Regions from separate parts of the Bombyx mori genome. Here region 1 is linked to region 2. The links are chromatin contacts, called in public Hi-C maps. All regions are on one chromosome and are shown on one strand. The core of a region is the stretch at or near the end of the contact, and the rest is flanking DNA. Distances in the headings are between cores, read along the strand shown.

What was found. A called contact is a pair of places that touch in the nucleus more often than the background predicts.
Region 1: a contact with region 2 is called in a Hi-C map of posterior silk gland, with 2.0 times the contacts expected there. The contact joins two enhancer-like sites. A contact is called at or near these places in 2 of 7 Hi-C or Micro-C datasets (posterior silk gland and whole pupa).

What each region holds. Positions count from the first base shown.
Region 1 is chr14:6,100,470-6,104,576 of ASM3026992v2, reverse strand. LOC101747103 (protein kibra) reads right to left here. Exons shown (of 20, transcript XM_004922644.5): 6 at 3,655-4,107; 7 at 3,304-3,439; 8 at 1,877-1,979; 9 at 1,215-1,316; 10 at 41-145. Among protein-coding and RNA genes, the nearest start is that of LOC101740122, 35 kb to the left of the region's middle. Within about 2 kb of position 2,141, at least 6 of the 8 cell types and tissues checked have open chromatin away from gene starts, as enhancers often do.
Region 2 is chr14:5,781,224-5,785,596 of ASM3026992v2, reverse strand. LOC101746970 (homeodomain-interacting protein kinase 2) reads right to left here. Exons shown (of 24, transcript XM_038015257.2): 9 at 3,696-3,872; 10 at 2,718-2,871; 11 at 2,308-2,409; 12 at 1,792-1,902; 13 at 1,497-1,628; 14 at 581-706; 15 at 1-154. Among protein-coding and RNA genes, the nearest start is that of LOC101739436, 62 kb to the left of the region's middle. Within about 2 kb of position 1,891, at least 4 of the 8 cell types and tissues checked have open chromatin away from gene starts, as enhancers often do.

The sequences.
Region 1 (4,107 bases), core at 892-3,391, 320 kb before region 2:
ATGAAGAGTGTAATGAATCAGAAGTCGTCGTATATGTTACCGGCGTTGGAAGCGTCGGTGGCCGCTTGCGCCGCTTCGAACACCCCCGAGTCTCCCGCCACTGACTCGTCGCTCACCGCAGCCGAGACTGATCTAGTGTTCGTACCTGCGTAGTAGTAAGCTATTAGTTTAGTGGTGGCCTGATATTCCAACCTAAGCAGACGGCTTTGAGAGGCCATTTCAGCGTAACCCTAACAAATAGGTGAGCTCACGGAGCTCAAACCTGACGTGGTTGCTAACATTAACCCTAGGAAGAGCAGTGCTTCGCAGAATCTACCACCGGATCGGAAACGCGACCCACTGAGAAGATCCGGCGAGAAACTCAGTGGGTTATGTCTATGGGTTTTTTCAGTCAAATGCTCCGGTTTGAAGGGCAGCCGTGGTACTACAGAACCGAAGGTTAGAACACGTGAGTGACCACCTAACACCAGCTAAGTCCAGAGCTTGTTCGTCTAAACTATAAAAAACTATACGCAAATAGCGATTTTAATTTTTTTTTTTCGTTTTTTTTTCAATATCCCGATTAATGTTGAAATTTGTATTATGACGTCATTATTTCTTCACTAGACACTACTTTGGTCAACGAGTATTCCTTATACTAAATATATGCTTTATCAATTTTAATGGTTAATAAAGTTTTTTGTTTGCTATTAAGAAATTGGAAGGGACGATTTTTACATACATAGATTTCGTCTAAGCTTTGGAAAGTTTACTGGAATAAATGAAACTAGTTGTTCCCTTGGTAGTGGAAATTCGACTATAGTTAATTGAAATTATAAGCTTCAACATTATTATGGTTCTATAATATTATCAGACTTATTATATTTCTATAATCACAGATTTCGCCAGTACTATTAAAGACAAACAATATTAATCTATTCTCAATTTGACCACAGACTTTAAACAATAACAAAAGTTTGACAATAAACGAAGAGTATTTAAGTGTGTGTCAAATACATGGCAGTGTGTGTCATGTTTCTTTTATTGATTTAATGGATTTTTTTAGGCATAATGAAAAAAAATATTAACATTCTACACTCCTTCTCTATGTTCTCTATAAGTGTGGGAAATTTCATATTCCTCCGTCTTCGCAATTTTCTTAAAAAGGGATACAAAGTTTTTGCTTCACGTATTAATATAATAGATTAAGCAATAGTGAATATTGGTTTATTTACCACTAGACGAGGGAGTCCTTGGAGACAGGGGTGGCGGGGGGGTCTCCGATATGGGAGACAGCGGCTCACAGGGTCGACCCGGACCTTGGAGTTGTACTGGAACTGAACATATTTAAGGTCAAAATTAATTGATTATGCAATTTCGAAAAGGGCACATCTCTGAAAATATAAAAAGTTCAGGAAATGAAAAAAACTGATTATTTTCTAAAGGAGTGTAAAATTTAAAATATTAACTTTTGAGATATATTTTAGTGTTAATTAGCAATTGAAGATTACTGGAATTATTATAAAATGGGTGTAGGTTAGCCTCAAAACTACATGTATATGAAAAAACCATATGTGACTGGTGGTAGGACCTCTTGTGAGTCCGCACGGGTAGGTATCACCACCCCGCCTATTTCTGCCGTGAAGCAGTAATGCGTTTCGGTTTGAAGGGTGGGATAGCCTTTGTAACTATACTGAGACCTTAGAACTTATATCTCAAGGTGGGTGGCGCATTTACCTTGTAGATGTCTATGAGCTCCAGTAACCACTTAACACCAGGTGGGCTGTGAGCTCGTCCACCCATCTAAGCAATAAAAAAAAATTCATCTTTAAGCTGTTCGTAAGTCAACTTCCGCAAACCCAAAAAACCGTTCGATTCTAAGCAACGAAGCACTCACTTGTAGCCAGGCCGGTGACTTCGTCCAGTCCGGTGGCCACGCCTATCCTCATTTCAGCCAGTTTCTCTTCCAGTTCTCGCTGCTGCCGTCTCTGTCTTTCGACCTAAAGGAGGCGCACAATAAAACCTAATTCTTATCCAGCTGTCCATCGGTGACCTCGCGCGTGAAAGCGAACGCCTGTCTGGTTAGCGAACTGACAGCGCCACGAGCCGAGGCGTGGGTTTCGCACGGATCCGATATAGTGACATGCGTTAGATATATATGTACCGATAACGCGACAAGTGGCCGGTACCGTGTGCTTAGTGCGAGTTTCTTAATGTTTTTTAACGTAGCGGTACTGGTGGTAGGACCTCTTGTTAGTCCGAGCGGGTAGGTACCCACCGCCCTGCCTATTTCTGCCGTGAAACAGTAATGCGTTTCGGTCTGAAGAGTAGAGCAGCCGTTGTAACTATACTGAGATTTTAGAAATTATATCTCAAAGTGGGTGGCGCATTTACGTTGTAGATGTCTATGGGCTCCAGTAACCACTTAACACCAGGTGGGCTGTGAGCTCGTCCACCCATCTAAGCAATAAATATAAAAAAAATCTCGATAGCGTAAAAGTTAAGCCAATTTTGTATGCAGTTGGAACATTCCATTCCATACAAATATAAGCTAACTTTTACGCTATCGAGAACGTTAAAAAACTCGCACTAAACACACTGGTTATTTTTTGCGTCGATTTTTCACGAGTACATCTTTACTAGTGGTAGGACGTCTTGTGAGTCCGCACGGGTAGGTACCACCACCCTGCCTATTTCTGCCGTGAAGCGTTTCGATTTGAAGGGTGAGGCAGCCATTGTACTGTAAAAACTGAGACCTCATATATCAAGGTAGGTGTCAGCGTTAACGTTGTAGATGTCTGTAGGCTCCGGTAACCACTTAATACCGGGTGGACCGTGAGCTCGTCCACCGACCTAAGCTATATAAAAAAAAGATGCAAGCCGAACTTTACTGGAACATAGTTTGTTGATTGGACCAGTCTCAACATTTCGGTATTTAACACAAGTGACTTAGTCCTCATGCATCTACATTATCGGGTACTCGTTCTGTGGACTGTTAAAACTGTTTGTCTGCCCAAGTACACTAATAAAAAGACGATACTACAAATAGATCCTGATGGTTTTTTTTTACACAATACCGATCTAAACTATCTTTTAGCCTACTATTAGGGTTTGATCTCACGTTTTCATTGTCATTTTATTTTTTATGACTTTTGCAAATATGTATTACGTTTAAGACTGAATTGTAACAGTAGCTTTAATTATGTATACGACTCGCCAAAACCTAAGGAAATATATTGGAGTATATTGGATTTTAATTATACTATCGATAAATTTTAATTGATACTATGTGAGAGTGATTCTAATGATAAAAAATTTGTTCACCTGGTGGTAAGAGGGCGGTGGTGGTGGTGGACTGGCCGATGACAAGCTGCTTCGTGGCGACAAAGAGGGCTGGGATGGCGAACTGCTTGCGCCTGGAGTTACGCTGTCCGCGTTGTAACTGGTGCCTCGTAATAATCTGAAGTAAAGTATTTTTTTATTAAATTACCACTTTTGGATTTTATGCAAACCCTCCTCTTTTTCGTGTAAATCTGCGTTCCTTCTTCAACGGTTGGTAAGTCGCAATTCTAATCTCTCAAGCTCAATACAACCGCTTAACTTCAAGGAGGGCCATAGCAACAAATTACAAAAAAAAAAAGTTGTTTTGCAATCGGTACATAAAATCGTTCTCACCTTTCGACTCTCCGATGTAGATCCACCATATCGATAGGCTTGTCAGTTTGAAACGAGCTCGCGATCTGCGGCCCGCCGTATATGTCCGTGAAACTGATCCCTGAACTCAGAGATCCTTTGCTGCTCGCCGTCGATAGCGATCCCAGACTGGAACTGCTAGACACCGACAGTGTGCTCGCCGATAATGTCTTCAACTGTCCTTCTAAAGTCGTCATTGACGTTAACGCATCTTTCAATTGTTGGAGCAACAATTGCTTCTCTTCGTGTAGCCTCAAACGGTCCGCGATGCACTTGTTGGACATCTCGAAGGCATTCTTCAAGTCCTGCTCTAGCCTTTTGCATTCAGATTGTATGTCGCTCATCTCTTGCTTCGATCTCGTTCTCGGCGTGATGCTTCTTAACTCCCGTAGCAATTGTTCCTTCTCTTGGAATAGCAACAAACGGTCCTTGTCT
Region 2 (4,373 bases), core at 642-3,141:
CTCGCCACTCAGCCACCTCTCCGACCCCCGCCACGCTCGCCACGCCGCCCACCCCCGCCACGCCCGCCACGCCTGCCACCCCGGCCACGCCCGCCACGCCATGCTGGTGGTGGACGGCAGCAGCGGCTGCAGCTGCGGCCGCGAGCTGTTGTACCTGTAACCGAAATTAAGTTTCATACATATAATACAACCTTTAAAGTTTTATTTTTGAGTAGATCAGAATTCTTTTTTTTTTCAAAAAACTACATTTAACATCTCAAATTGAACTCAAAGGTCCAGTGTTAGACATCATAAATCCAACTATTTAACCTGAACGTTAATAAAATACAAAAATTGACGGCCTTTCTAGTTCTATGGTATTCTTGGCCTTTTTTTTTGGTAAAATGTTTCCTTATTACGAAAGGCAAGGGGGATCTAAGCCCATTCAGCCTTGTCTGTTCTAGTATTCATAGAGATTAAGTAGTATTTAATTTTTCTTAATCTACTAAAAATAAAATAATTTACTAAGCTTCATTAAGATATACCTTAAAATATGTGATATACGTACATACGTATAGTGATTATACTGAACAATACTGACATTGGTAAGTTGGTACGCCGGCTGGCACAGGATGGAGGACACGAACTGGTGCGGGAAGGGGTCGGCCCTCGCGGCGTACTGTCGCGCTCCGCTGACGCCGACGCGACCTCCTTGGTACAGGCCGTACTGCAAGAAACAAACATCATGACATCCGTATTTCAAGTGTAAAATTTTTCAACACCACAGAGCTTTAAAATTAAACAAATAAATGGATTAAAAGGAGACAAACATAGCTTAAGTCTGCGAGGTAATGAGAGAGAACATTTATAAAGGTTTTACTTCTACCGCATGTAAATTGCCCAATTTTTTTTCATATTCTTGACATATCACAATAGTCCAAGATTTAAATGTTTTCGCAAAAGCAAAATCATTGTCCATCTATTCCAATTAATTCCATCTGACTGTTAACTAATCGGGTAATTCGTTTTTGTTTGAGCACGTAATGTATCTATACTAATATTATAAAGCTGAAGAGTTTGTTTGGTTGAACGCACTAATCTCAGGAATTACTGGTCCGATTTGATATAACATCACACTAAGACCAATACAAGCGAAGCACCAATAAAGAATGTTTCAAAATCGGGGTATTTTTCCCTTTTGAGAGCTTCCACTCCGTGCGCTGCGGAAACGATTAAAGTTCCGCTAAAGTAATGTATGAAAGAATTGTTCCCCTTTAAAACATCTAAAAAAAAGTCCGCGACAGAAATCGGTGAACATATATAGATAAAAAATTATGGTCGAATTGATAACTTCCTCTTTTGGAGTCAGTTAAAAAGTGTGATCTTGGTACCTTAAATAACTCCTTACATTTCACTTTCTACGTAAATGAAGAGGCGAGTAAAATTTAGCGTTTTGCCAAAGTAAGTATTCCACGCGGATGAAGTCACGGGCAAAAGCAAGTCTCATGAATACGTACGAGGTTGTCGTATGGCGCGGCCCGCAGCCGCTGCTGGTTGAGGGTGAGGGTAAGGTGGTGGGGGGCCGCGGCGGGCGCCACCACGCCGCCGTACTCCGCGCCGCCCACGCCGCCGCCCGACCGCCGACACACCTGCGACACGCGGACATCAATATAGTTACACAATTTGACTACATCAAACTTCCAAGTAACAAATTATAAAGCTTTTTAAGCTCAAATGATTTAACAAATCCAAATGTTAGAGTATAGTAAAGTTTATTAATAAAAAAAAAACAATTCAAACAAACATAAGTACCTCCATCATTTGCACAGAAGCCTTGACGTTGTTGCAATGCGCGTAGTCCACTAGGTGCGCCAGCGTCACGAAGGCGTGGTTCAGCGCTTCGCCCGGTGTAATCCTTCTCTCCTGGAAAATGCACAAACTTTACTATACTGCAGAGTACGTGCTGGTGTACGGCACACTGGTCAGTGTTGATCAACAGAAATTGTCTATTCCTATTGAGACATATATTTGGAGCAACTTCTATCATAGAATAGAAGATTTGCAACAAAAGTAAAATTTTGATACGTCCTGTCCTTCTGTATATGACCCGTCAAGAAATGACTCCGGCTCGATCAATATGTTTCTTTTGTCATTTTATTAATGCATACTAATGCTAATGTCTAGTAATGTATACTAATGCATATTAATGCATATATATCGACAATCATAACTTCACAAAAAAATATACAGTGTATGGTTGTCATCGATAAAACAAAAATTACAGCTCTTAATAAATTTAATATTGCAATTAATGAGGTCTAGACATACCTGGTCCATAGTTAACATTCTCTTTAGCAAATCAATAAATTCCCTTCTGTCAGCCTTCTCAGCCAACAGCTGACCCCCCTCGAGGTCCGTTGGCACATTCACCTAAAACATAAACGAATTTTCAATTGACACACCATAATAATATACTGGGACAGTAAAGAAGTTAAAACGAGATGGATAAACACAAAACACTCGTTATGGACTTGAAATCGCGAGTTCAATGACCTCCAGTGAACGCGCGCGCCCTTGAATTCGAGATTGACAACTGCAGCCGAGTTAGTTACCGAGGTACGAAAGAAGGTCAAGAAATTAACCGCGTAGACCAGAAATAACGCATTATGCAATGTATCCACGTCCTTTCAGATGGAATCTCACGATCGATTTTACAAATATGTATGTCAGGTGCGCACCTGTCCGATGTCGTCGAGACAGTTGAAGATGTACTTCCGGGCCTCCTTGCTCTTGATGCCGGTCTCCAGCTCGTGCTCCTCGGGCGTCTTCAGGCGCCAGAACGGATACGTACTGTCCACATCTCGGTAAAAGAACTTCGCCGTTTTGCTTGCACTGCAATGCGAATACAAAATTGTATTTGGGTATTTCGAAATAAGAATGAAAAATTAATTTTGTCTAGTGGTGTCTCTATAGTCGAAATTCGACTATAATTAATTGAAATTATAAGTTTGGACATTATTATGGCTCTATTGTCAAATATTTATTATACTTCAGATTTCGCTACACTACACTATAGACAAATAATATTAAAGACAAACAATAATAATCTGTTCTTAATTTGACCACAGACTTTAAACAATAACAAAAGTTTGACAATAAACACAGAGTATATTATGTATTTTTGTATTTCGAAATTGCTAATATTGAAAGATTTATTTTGACTAGTGGTCCCTCTGTAGTCTAAATTCGACTATAGTTAATTCAAATTATAAGTTTGGGACATTATTATGGCTCTATTGTCAAAGACTATTATTATACTTCAGATTTCGCTAAACTATAGACAAATAATATTAAAGTCAAACAATAATAATTTATAATTTGACCAGACTTTAAGCAATAACAAAAGTTTGACAATAAGCACAGAGTATATGTGTTGTGTCAAATACATGGTAGTGTGTGTAATGTTTTCTTGATTGATTTATTAAATTTTTTATGCATAATTTAAAAAAAAGCTTAACATTCTGCACTCCTTCTCTATATTCTCTAGAGTATGAGAAATTTTAAACTAATCCGTCCGTGCAATTTTCATAAAAAGTGGTACAAAGTTTCTGTTTCACGTTTTAATATATAGATAATTTAAAACATTTACACTTCCATTCTAGATGTATAATTAAGGTTTTTATTTTTTTTATTTGGCACAAATAAAATGACGTTACCTATTGAGCATGTGCTCAGTGGGCAAGCCCTGTGTCTGCGAGATGTATCTGATCTGGTCGTATTCCGAGGAGCCCGGGTACAGCGGCCAGCCCAGGAACAGTTCGGCCACGACGCAGCCCAGCGACCACATGTCGATCGCTTCGCAGAACGCCAAGCCCAGGATTATCTCTGGTGCTCTGCAAATTTATTTCTCTCAAAAATTTATCCATCTGCCATTATTAAAAACGCGCATCTTACCGACTTATACTTTAATTACCGTCAGCTACAAACTCAAATAACGATATTTCTATCTGTTAAATTAAAATATCCAAAAATTCGTTGTACATAGTTGTGTATTTAAAAATTATTTTCTATGAGTATGTAAATAAACAAAATCCTACGAATGTGTAGATCTACAGAAAGAATCGTGTACCGTATTACCTTAATTTAAGTAGTTATTAAGTTTTAAAATATATATACACAGATGTTTAAATATATGTATTGTGTTGCTTTTTTTGTACACTTTAATTTATTAATTTCTTTGTTCACTTTCTACGTGTCATGTTGATTAATTTCCACAGTGATGGAATAACGTAACGTATAATGAAAATCAAACCCGCAAAATTGTAATTTGCATAATTACTGGTGGTAGGACCTCGTGAGTCCGCACAGGTAAGTACCCAACCTGCCTATTTCCG